Linked DNA regions of Gossypium hirsutum: region 1 is linked to region 2. The links are chromatin contacts, called in public Hi-C maps. All regions are on one chromosome and are shown on one strand. The core of a region is the stretch at or near the end of the contact, and the rest is flanking DNA. Distances in the headings are between cores, read along the strand shown. Region 1 overlaps LOC107912807 (transformation/transcription domain-associated protein). Region 2 holds the start of LOC107912811 (calcium-dependent protein kinase 28).

Region 1 (6,496 bases), core at 1,925-4,424, 93 kb after region 2:
AGCTAGTGGAAGGACTAATTAGACATATGTAATTAGGGCTCAAATGATTTATAATTAAGTTCCAGATTTTCGCCTATTAATTATAAACTCATTTAGTCACAAAGTCATTTAATTATAGTATCGTGACTGAGCTCTCTCCAATTACATACCATTACGAAAGCTACTCAATTAGTGCTCATCCAATGACCTTGTTATAATTGTGTTACCCACATAAGATATCCTTCATGAAAAGTAAATTATTATCGAATACAAATGAAGTCATTCATTACAAAGACAAACGATTCGTGGTTACATTTACTTTTCATCTATCATGTAATACTACACACTGCAGAAGTCGTTTTCCTTATCTATTTGAACTCAGACTTCTACTTACATCAAAGTATACAAATACGAATACATGGTCTGTCATCCACTCAAGATTAAGGTATGTCACAGTATGAATGTCACAAATAAATAAATCCATAAACGGATTTAAGATTTATTCTACTTGGGTCTTGTTCGATGTATTATCAATCCAATCAATCACATCTATATATTTATCTTCTGGGAGTCATTCGCTTTGATACCCAAGACAAAACATCTCTCCAATTGGACTTGATAAACAACATAGTCTTGCAATCGATTTGCTTATTTTCGATTAGACTAAGAACATGTTTAGGTTCATCTACTAATATAAGTTGTCTTTCTGTATTATAATCCTACCACGTAATACCATTTAGTACTAGTTAAACGTTAGATAACCAATGAACCAATATTTGCTTTAATTTTACTTTTCGTGCAAAAAGCATTGATGACAATATACAAGGGTATTAATATAGTTTATGGTTATTCTTATTAAATCAATTTAATTGAAAAAATACAAGTGTACATAAACAAAAATACTACACTTAGGGCACCAAACCCAACAACTTAAACCTAGGTGTTTAGGAAGATTATTCTTATGATGCTTAAGAAAACAAGGTTTTAAAGTTGAATCCTAGATTCATTTATAGATTTCTTTTAGGGTTAGTTTAGCATTATTTTTGAAAAGTGGTGTGGAAAAGATACTTTTAAAAAGTTTAGTTTAATATTTAAGTGTTTAGTATTAATGTCAAATAGTATTTTTGAGGAATAAAATATTTATTTTAGATATGTTGTAAAGTAAAAAACATGCATTTAGATTATGTTTAAATTCATCAATATTATGATATTTCAATACAAAAATGAGAAAATAATTTATTGTAATTTATTATTCATATTTTGATATATAAAATATAATTTAAGCAATTATTATTAATTGTTTGTAAAATGTAATTTGAATATACAAATTATATTTTAAATATTAAAATATGACCATTACAAATTCAAATGTACGATATTATATATTTGAAATAAATTTAAATAGGAAAATAATCGTATACCTAATATAAATAATACATTAAATACATTGAATTGTAGAAGTTATTATTTTTAGCTTTTGTGTTTGAGCTCAAAAGTATGTTTGTAAAGCACTTTTTAACTTCAAAAATCGTAAGTTTAGCATTGTTTTACAGCTCCAAAAAAATGCTTTTGACCCCACACATACTTTTAGAAAACAAATGGTAAACAATAATAATTTTATGAATAAATTAAATTAAAAAATTACAAATAAACTTAATTTACAAGTAATATATTAATAGATTATATAAATACATTTTTTAATAAATGATTATATGTTAATTAGGAATTTTAAGATAGATAAAAATTAATACATTGGGGTAGTCGCAATTCTAAGAGGAGCCAAATATCAAAATGAGAAGACCAACCCATCATAATAAAGTGGATAAATGGAACCCTGAACGAACAAAAATATATTAATCAAATAAAGAAAAGAAACCCTCGAGGGCAACGGCTAGTTTTGTTTACAACGGTCAGAATAAAGATGTTACCCATTAAACCCTCGCTCCAGCCGTAATCAAAATCATATCTCCTACCCCTCTCCTCTTTGCCCTTTAAAAACCATCAATTCTAATCTTCTTTTAAGGGTTCTGGGCATCTTTCGTGATTTTAGAGTTTTAACGTTCTTTCATTAGCGGAGTTGTTGCTTTTCAATGGAGACTTTGGCTGCTTCCAACAACGGTATCCCTGTTTCCAGTGAGTTATTTTCACTTCTCTTTTCATTTCATATATATTTCTTTGTCTATCTTAGGAAAAGAACAAGAAACTAATTTCCTTGTGTCTTGTTGTAGAAGTAAAGACTGAAGGATCGGAGAAGAGTGCGTCTAAAACAAGAACAAGAAATGGGAAACAACAAGAAGAAGAAGAAGAAAGGTCTGCGCTAATTGATATAACAAACGATTCGCCGATTGTTGGGGTTGCAATGAAGACTCCATCATCTGCTGTAGTAGGTAAGGGTAAGACCAACATGATGACAATGATGACTCCTGGTTCTGGTGAGGCTTTGTTAAGGGGTCAAGTCAAGACTCTGTTGCAGAAGGTTGAGGAAGAGGCTGAGGTTTCAAAAGTTCCATTGGAGAGCCGCCCTTTTGTTCATCTTCAATCCCCAATGGCACTTTTGGCCCCCACTCCTGCAAATACACCCCAGGTCCCTAATCTTTCTGAGGATGGAGGATTGGGTTCAATGCTGATGGATCTTCCTGTTGTCGAAGAAGAGTTGAACATATCTGAGGTTAGTTTTTTAACCCCCCCCCCATCGCATGATGTCCTTTTTATTTCGTGATCAAATTGCTGAACTTAACAAATACTTCGGCATGTGATACGACAGATGGTGAGTGCTAACATTGAAGGACAGAAATGTGTGATTACAAGATCGCTGCTGCTGGATTTTGCTGAGAAATCAGAATGCCGTTCCGATAATGGAGTGATAATAACAGACAGTAGTGCAAGCAACGAGAAGACATCGGCATTCCACAATGATGACATCGACTGCGCCTCTATTTGGTCTATCCAGGTTAATGCAAGCACCCAGGATGAATACGAGGATGAGGAAACTTTTGAAGAAATGGGAGCTGAATACTATGACCATGAAGAAGATGGAGGATTGGTGGATGACCTATGTAAATGCATAAGCAAGATAAGCATGACAGAGATGTTCACGGGAAAGCACACGAGATTTATATACGATAGTGATGATGAGATTGGAGAAGAAGAAAGTGGAGAGAATTGGAGTACTATTCAAGTGATATAATGAGGTTGAAGGGGTTGCCAACACCCAAAGGAAAGCACCTGCGCTTTCCTCTGGAGGAGGATGAGCTTGATTGTTGGTAGTAATCTCATTTTATGATTGGCTAGGGACATTATTGCTCGGCTGTCTTTCTTTACACCATTCATTCTTTTTGTCATTTTTTGTCATCTCAAGTTTTTCATGGCCAAAAGCAGAATGAATGTTTCGTGGGATTTAACTTCAAATACATTTCCAGATTTGGTGCCAAAAATCAAATCTGAAAATTTCTACATTTATAAATTATCTACAACAGGATTGGACATTTAGAGGATACCATAAATACAATCAAAACCAGGGTTGCCATGTTGGATCCATCATACATAAATTTCTGGGTAGCAGGGCAGCCTCAACTAACTCGGTAACACCCCTCTGTACTGACTGTGGTGGGTCCATTGCATTTTCCTCCTGAATGCACCAGAAAAAACACCCGTAAGCGTTTAAAACCAGACCACCAAAGAAACAGGTAACAGAAAGAAAATAATAATAATAAAACACACAATTTTATACCTCTTCAGAGAAACACTGTGGAGCTATTCCGTTGATCCGGCCAATAACATTCTCCACGTTGGTGGTAACCTTATTTTTGAAGTCAGCAGGGTTCAGACTACCAGTTCCAGCGGCAGGGGCAAGTGGCATCCCGAGTGGTCTTCTCCAAGACCAAGAAAGCAGCTCATCACGGAAAAACATGGCCAGTTGATACCACAAATGCTGCGATTGCTGCAATGCACCGCAGAGGAATAAATATGTGAATCAAATATTGTCGTCAACATGACCATGTGTTGGTTTTGATACCAATGCTAAGAAAACATACCTTGGGTGAGACTACAGCCTGTGCCGCAGCACACATTGAAGATACAATAAGCCCTTCCACACCAAAATGGGAGAAGAATGCTTGCATGTTCCTTGTCAGACGGAAGGGCACTGGTTCACTAAATTCGATCATTCCATTCGCATCATATGCAGGATGGAAATCTGTCTGGAATATTTTCCCCGTGTTTTTTGCAAATAAAATCTTATTTGGAGACCTTCCCCCAATTTGTAGCATGAAAGACATGAAACTCGACAGAGCTAACTGGATTGCAAATTGCTTTTTGAAAGCCCATATATGATTGCCACTTGGCAGGGTCTTGTACATGTACTGGGAAAAGATGCCATCTGTTACAAGATTTTTTGTTATATCATTATATGCTTGTAAGCGGAGATCTACCACGGCTTCAGGGGAAATTTGCCCCAATATAGCCTGGTTTAATTGCTCCTTGAAGTAGGTGATGGGAAGATCTGCCTCTCGGTCATTTCTTGCACAGTGATTTTCATATACCTCAAGGAATGTGCTGTACATCAAATCGTCTTCAACCATGCGCACCTGTTAAAGAATCAGTTATTCGTTTATCTTGATGGGAATAAAACAGGAATAGCATGATCGAACCAACTGCCATGCATTCCAGTCTCCATGGATGCAAAGCTACAAAAAGCTTCTTGCACGATATCTACAGAAAATTTTGCAGGTCTACACAAACAATAAAAGAAATCAAGGAATTGGAGATATTAACAGGTAAGACTGATCACCTGCGACCAAACAGGAATTATAATGGGTGTGTGAATGCATATATGACGACGTCGGGATTCCTTGTGCTTATCAAACATCTGGTTCATTACACGGAAGAGCTGCAATATCCGCTCATCACTTCTAGCATTAGGAGTCAAAGAAGTCTGGACAATGAAATGCCTTTGAGAACCGTCAGAGCCAATCAGCGTCAAACGACGAAAGCTGCTTCCATGCCTTCTAACAATTTGTATATCAGCTCCCACACGATCTAACTTTACTGTGTGGTCAGGTGCAATTTCCTGGAGGTCCAAGAGATGATTAATTTAAGTAGAACAAAAACAAAATAATTGAAAAGCTGCCAGTGAACTTGGGGCATATGTTGCATTTTTTTCACAAATTCAGATATCTGAAAGACGAGAATGGCAATCCCTGATACATTGCTGACCACACAACATAAAGGAGTACTGTAACTACTATAGAAAGTTCTGGTTTTGTTACCTGATCACTGAAATACTGCCCTGGAATCTCTACGTCAACTACATGGAAGTCCCGTAACACCCTGCTTTCCTCCTCCAGCTTCAGAACAGCAGGAAACCTGTCCTCAACATTGCTCTGTAGTATATTTTTCCAGTGTTTTAGTCGTTCGGTCAGTTCAGAAAGTGTGACTGGAAAAGTTGTGGTACTTTCTGGATCTAGATCACGCTCAAAATCTTGCTTGTACTCCCTAACAAAATCTACATGCTTGTTGACAGCATCTGCAGAGAAGCAAGCCCGACACACACCAGAGAGCTCTTTCTTGAGAGATTGGGGAACTTCTGAGGTAGTAGCAGAGGGGTACTTGTAACAGCGGTGCAGCAGTGCATTAACCACTGCAAGAAGTCTCTCCTCAGGCAGAGTAACAAACCTTGAACCAATTTCAGTTAAGAGAACCTGTGAAGATGTAAAGGCTTAATTTTATAAAATTAAATTGAGATTGACTGAACGGTGTGGGAATAGAGCAAACATCACAGTTTTAATTTCATGGGTTATCCATATTTAAAATTAATGGACAATCACTTTAAATAAATGCAGGTAGCTGGTCATGAAACAGAATGGTCCTTCACTTTTAATCAAGCTCCACTCTTAATATTCATGAGATGTGTAACAGTAAACTGAATTCTGGTTTGTTATGAAGATCTGGTGTATGCCAAATCATAAAAGGGAAACTAAAAAGTTTAGAACAGAATTTCTCACCTCAAGCTCACCAGCCAAGTTAGCATGCTTGCTTCTCAAGGCCTCCATTATATCCTTAGCGGCATCAAATGCACTGGCAGCAGAAGCAACCAAACCCAATTCACCATTACGCCTCATTGTACCCTGCCCGCCATCACTGATGCTTGAAGAACTTGGCTGCAGAGCTTGGTCATTTCCTGTGTGCACACTGCTCTCTGTTGCAGTGGATCGCTCAGGTTCATGCCCATGAGAATTTCCCCCATCATGAGATCCAATTCCACTACCAGATTGAGAACCTTGATGAACTTGATTATCTGGTGCTAAATTGCCTCCAGTATGACTCTGCACTCTAGCACTTCCATCAGCAGCCAAGACAAGAGAACTAGGATTGGCACCAGAGATGTTCTGTTGCATTCTTTGCTGAGCCATGGCCATTCTGCCAAGTTCTGATTTATTTGCAACATCACGGCGCTCAAGCAAATAAGTCCGGAGCCAGTAATAGAGTGCCTGGGTTTTAAATGAAAAAAATTAAAAAT
Region 2 (5,808 bases), core at 1,445-3,944:
GCAAAATGTAGGTAATTACACCAATACTCCAGACATCTGATTCAGGCCCTGACCTTCTCTTTAACACCTCAGGAGCAACATAGTAGGCACTGCCTACAATATCATGAAACCTCTTCCCTGCATTTAGTCAGTCATGGTTAAGGATTGCATGGGTTGGATATTTGTAGCATGAGTATAAACTAGGAAGCACGGACATGGCACAGGGTACAACACAATATGGACACAGTGATACCGCAAATTTAAAAAAAAACAAGGACATGATGCAGCAAGATATGAAAATTATTTACATTATATTTTACTACTAAAAGTTTTTAAAAAAATATATAATCAGTATATAACATTTTATATTACATAAATAAATTATTGGAATAGTTAAATTACATTGCAAATATCTTGGTAAATAGGCTGCATAGCCTTAAATATTGGATGTTAAATATGTTAAGACCAAATATTGGATACATGTTCCATCCTGTCCATGTCAAAAACAGGCACAAATCGATATGCAGGGGACATGGTGTGTCCGTGCTTGATAGATTCTAATATTAAAAAGTTGAAATGAATGTAACAGCTAGAGTAGGAAAAATTAAATAACACAGTAGATGGATGTTGGTTTTTTTTAATACATAGTTATTTCATGAGCAATGGCAAGATCTCTACACAAAGCAAATGCTACTTACCGGGTCTGATAAAGTCTGACAAGCCAAAATCCGTAGCCTTAAGCAGTGAGTCCTCTCTGGTTGACTTAAATAGGAAATTCTACAGTAAAGAAACATTGAGAGAACAATAAGCAAGTGGTAAGACTTTCTAAAGAAATTTTACATGTAAGCCATGTTATTGTAGTTCAGCAACCTCAGGTTTCATGTCACGATGCACCAAGCCATGCAAATGACACTCAGCGGCAACCTTGAGCATCTGCCGTACAACAACTGCTGCGTCTTTTTCACTATAACGACTGTCTTTTCTGATAGAAAATGGTAAGAACATATTACTACGGGTTGTGACACTATTGAAACCATCAAGATAAGTACTAATTATTATATTTGGACCGTAAATACAGTAAAAAAAAATGTCCCAAGATTAATTAAGCATCCTTACTTAGCCAATATCCGGTCCAGCAACTCTCCACCCTCACATAACCTAGCATCAAACACCACCGACAATGTGATATAATAAAGACATAGAAGGATTGATACAAAAGCACATAACCAAGGTCAAAGATGTGTCACCAGCTAAGGAAAAAAAAATTACTTTTTTTCCAAAAGTAAACATCAGAAGACAAGAAAATTACATGATTAGAGAAAATGAGAACTCAAAGAACAGCTATAGAAGAAGACGATATTCATAAAACTTACTCCATAACAATGTATACATAAGAATCATCCTCAAACGCATTATAAAACTGAACCACATTCTCATGCCCTTTCAAGGCTTCCAATATTTTAACCTCTCGCTTGACATCCTCAACAGCCATTGGAAGAACCATCTGCACCCCACCACATAAGAAAAAGCAAAAGAGATATTAGAACTACCAAATTTTGAGTAGTTAATTGAGTGAAAAATACATCATCTTCCATTCAATATCTCTACGATGCTTCTATTGAATACACTGTCAGTTCAAACAGCAAGATATATTAGATTTCAGATGCAACTACTGTCTTTTAGCTCAACTATCATGACAGTTAAATCAATTGCTGTAAACTTGCTATAACAAGATGGCTATTACAAGATTGTCATACCAAGATCTTAAAACAGTAATAAGATTATCAAGCCGAAGAAGAAAGGATTCAAAATCCTCATAGCTCGACGAGGTTATTGCAGATAACCCACCTAATTTTACCACACTCAAGTCGATGGTGTTTCTAATTGAGACCAATCAGAAGGGGAAAAGAACAAACTCTCCACACTGGGTTACAAATCAGAGAAGGGAAACACTCCCATAACCATTAAGGAACCCAAAGTAGAAGAAAAAAAAATCCCACCTTGAATATAATAGACTACGGATATAGCCAAAAGGAAAAAGTGAATCAAAATAATCCCAAGAAGCCAGAAGCAGAAACAAGCAAAGGATGACAAAAACATTAAAAAAGAATACCTTATTTTTATCAATTTTCTTAACAGCAACACGATCCCCATTTGCCTTGTCGATGGCAACATAGGTGTAACCAAATTGTCCATGTCCCAACAATTTCCCAATGGTGTATCGCTGATCAAAATCTTTATGATACCCAAAATCAGTACGCTTCCCGCAGGGTATGATCCCGGTTTGTCTGGTCGAACTTGGCTTCCCTTTGACCTTTAAAGGCTGAGAACTCCTCACCTGCTGCCGCTGACCCTGTTGATTATTTGGCTTTCGAGACTCTTTCTTCTCATTGACCGTTACAGTGGTGGCAGAGGGTTGATGTTTGCGGTGGTGGGCGGCGGCGTTGCTGCTTGAGCCAATAACTTTGGTGGTGGAGAGACAGGCTCCCATGATGTTGTTAACAAAGAAGAAGAAGAAGAAGAAGAAGGTATGCTAAAGGAATGAGTTGTAGAGATAGAATCCCATAGGAAAAGAAGAGAGAAGAAAATAAATAAATAGTAAAAGGGTAAATGATTAAAAGCCCCCAAAACAAAGATAATGGCAATGAGAGAGGAAACAAGGTAGGAAGAAGGTAAGAAGGAGATGGTGGTGTAGGTGCTGCCTGCCAAGGCCATGCCCATAGTCAAAAGCGCTTTTATTTTATTATTTTATGTTATGACCAAATAACGACACTACATTGGTCTAATTGTGCTTTCAGTCTCTCAAGTCTTTATATATTAGAAAATGTTAATCTCAAGAACTTAATAATTTGATTTAATGAAATTTTAATCGTTAAATTCAAATAATAAAAGAAAAAATAGAGATTTATAGTTAACTCCAAAATAAGAAAAATGCAGTGAGATTTTCCTCTTCTGTGTGTTTATTTCCCTCACCTAACTAAGCTGTTTTTAGTAGCTCAATTATGATCCTATATGAGGTTTTATTATATGGTTTGGATGTATTTTATACTTTTTTATGGTGTTTTAAACTAATTAATTTTAATTATAAACCTATGTATTGGTAACTTCAAAAGAAAATAATGTCTTGCACTAAATCTTTATACAAATTTCTTAAATAACAACTTTTAAGACAATTAATTCAAGTTTTGTTTGGTAGGTAGACCAACAATCTCCCAATTCCCATCCTCCAGAAATTGTAAGTTTTTAATTTGATATAATGGTAGAATTACTTTTTACTCCTTATTCTACCCCAAAAATGAATTTAATAACAGTAAATCTCATTTTGAATCTTTTTATTTAATAATTTTAATATTATTGTTAGATCTTTTTGAATTAAAAGTTAAATATAATTAATAAACTAGTTTTCTCAGACTGTGCACTATAAACACAAATATATAAAAATTTATTTTTATAATTTTATGATTATATCATAAATAAATTTAAATCATTTTTTAATTTTTATATATATTTTGTGATTTAATATTTTATTTGATAAAAGTAATATCTTAAATTATTATATGTATATGAGATATATATATACATAATTTCTAAACATAGGTCAATCTTATAGTATATGTAAAAATTAAAATTATGCTAATAAGATATAAACTATAGGTAAAATAATTTTATTCAAATTAATTAATAATTAACATTTTACTTTTTAAGTGACAAATATGTGTTTAATTATACAATTTCAAACATTTTTTACACACTAATGCTAAGTGTTTTATTTTTTAAAAAAATATTTTAAGCAAGAAATATTTAAAATGAAAAATTATACTATTATAATATTTACTTAATTGAATATATGATTTTCAAAATATAAAATTTTTTTTAACTAAAAAGTAATAGGAATTTTGTTTTTTAAAAATTATTTTTTAACAGCCTAATGACTTAAACGAAAACTTTCAAATAGTTTAGTGACCATTTTGTAACTTTTTGAAGTTGGACGATTGAAACATAAATTTACTAATATTTTAATAACCTTGGCTTTTACCGTTAATAATTCTTAGGGTAAACTACACTTGTAGCCACCCAGTTATTGGTAAGTTCCTTTTTTGATCACCTAATTAAGAAAAGTTACAAAACGATCATCCAGCTATTTGATTTTATCATTTTTGGTCACCGACCAATGCCATTAAATGACTAAAAAAAGGATGATGCAACAACTTTTAAAATTGGCATGATAGCAACTTTAACCTTAACATTATACATTATGTCAATTAGTTTTGATTCTAAAGAAATTAACCCTTAACATTTACACATCATGTAGTTTGATCTTTTTTGTAATTTTGTTTTTCTTTGTGACCTTTTCACTTAAAAGCTAAAAAAAACATAGTCAGCTAAATATGATTGAAAATATACCAAAAATGAAAACGCACAAAAGATCAATACAGTAATTTTCATCTTTTCACATTGTTTTAAATTTAACCCTCAATGTCACAATGAAAAGTAAAATTGCAAATAAAACCAAATTACACAATGTATAAATGTTGAAGGTTAAAGTTACTATTATTCCAATTTTAAAAGTTGCTAAGTTAATGTTAAAGAGCAAAGTTGCTAAGTTACTATTAAGTTTTCATGATCAAGTGGTTTCCCAAGGGTGACAAGTTTGTCTGCTTTGGTCTTTATGGCTTGCATATAGTCAGTGACAGATTGTGATCATTTGGAGATGTTTTTCAAGTTGTTTTTGATTTGTTTGATATGTCCATAAGAAGGTCAAGCATAAGTGTTGGCGAGGGTTTGCCACGTCATGAGATGTTTTTGATTGAGTAATGCGTGGCACAAGGTTGGGTGAAATTGTGCCCACCAGTGCTCCAAACAGAAGTTTGTCTTGTCTCAGCCATGTTTGATATACAAGATTGGGGGAAATTGCGATGCTAACGGTGATGGTGGCAGGCGGAGAGAGATGCGAATCGTCAATAAATTTGTGCAATCATAACCTATGAGGATGGATTCGATCTGGATTTTCCAAGAGAGATAATTGGTGGAGGTAAGTTCAATAGAGTTGTGGATGGTGGCCAAGGTTAGAGGATTGTTTGGCTTGTGAATGTTTGAGAAGATAGCCTGAGTATTTCCAATTACCATTAGATAAGAGTTGATCGGATATTCAAGAAGAAGTGGTTAAAAGAAGATTTTTTTTTTTTAAACAGGCAAGTGTAAGGACCAGAAACCTAAACTCGTATGAGATACGTGCACTGATACCATTAAAAGTATATTTTTCCCTTTCCCTTTGCAATTGATGGCCATGGGTTTTATATAAAAAGTAAATCTTAGAGAATCTGCTCTGTTGCATCAAATATAACTAAACTTAGGGAACAATAAAATAAAATAGTATAAAATAGAGCATCAATTATGTAATTTAAAATGTATTCTTATTAAGTGTTCCGTTGATAATTTAATAGCAGGTGACTAAACAGAAAAAGTTGAATAATTAAATAATTATTTTGTGATTTTTTATAATTGAATTACCAAAAAAGAAATTCATTGATTAACATTGTAATTTAATTTAATGATAATTGATAATTTAATGAGGGCATTTACTTATTTAATTATTGAGATAGTGTAGGATTGAAGTCATTTCATTAAACGTGTTGAAATAACGGTATATAGAGAGATAGATGGAGCCCCACTTTCAAAAGCTGTGAAAAAAAACACACACACAAGTCTTGGACTTTTCAACCATTTCACAATTTATCAAAAACGTGTCCAAATATCATCACTTCTCCAGTGTGAAACAAATCTTCGATTTTCCAGTTCTAACTCTAAATTAATGCTAATATACTATTT

Evidence for each region. Hi-C and Micro-C count contacts between places; a contact is called where the count stands out from the background.
Region 1: a Hi-C map of hypocotyl shows a contact between it and region 2, with 2.8 times the contacts expected there. The contact joins the enhancer-like site here to the promoter of LOC107912811 in region 2. A contact is called at or near these places in 7 of 34 Hi-C or Micro-C datasets (callus, hypocotyl, leaf and 2 more).

Annotation. Positions count from the first base shown.
Region 1 is chrD11:20,775,332-20,781,827 of Gossypium_hirsutum_v2.1, forward strand. It overlaps LOC107912807 (transformation/transcription domain-associated protein), which reads right to left. Exons shown (of 35, transcript XM_041106461.1): 30 at 5,982-6,467; 31 at 5,247-5,678; 32 at 4,769-5,047; 33 at 4,014-4,565; 34 at 3,710-3,919; 35 at 3,357-3,607. The coding sequence ends at 3,488. It also overlaps the pseudogene LOC107911036. Among protein-coding and RNA genes, the nearest start is that of LOC107912808, 22 kb to the left of the region's middle. Within about 2 kb of position 3,175, at least 4 of the 9 cell types and tissues checked have an H3K27ac peak or open chromatin away from gene starts, as enhancers often do. A contact at or near this core is called in hypocotyl, where this site is marked.
Region 2 is chrD11:20,683,089-20,688,896 of Gossypium_hirsutum_v2.1, forward strand. LOC107912811 (calcium-dependent protein kinase 28) reads right to left here and starts at 2,695. Exons shown (of 12, transcript XM_016841150.2): 1 at 2,093-2,695; 2 at 1,353-1,483; 3 at 1,096-1,137; 4 at 850-961; 5 at 678-756; 6 at 1-117. The coding sequence starts at 2,470.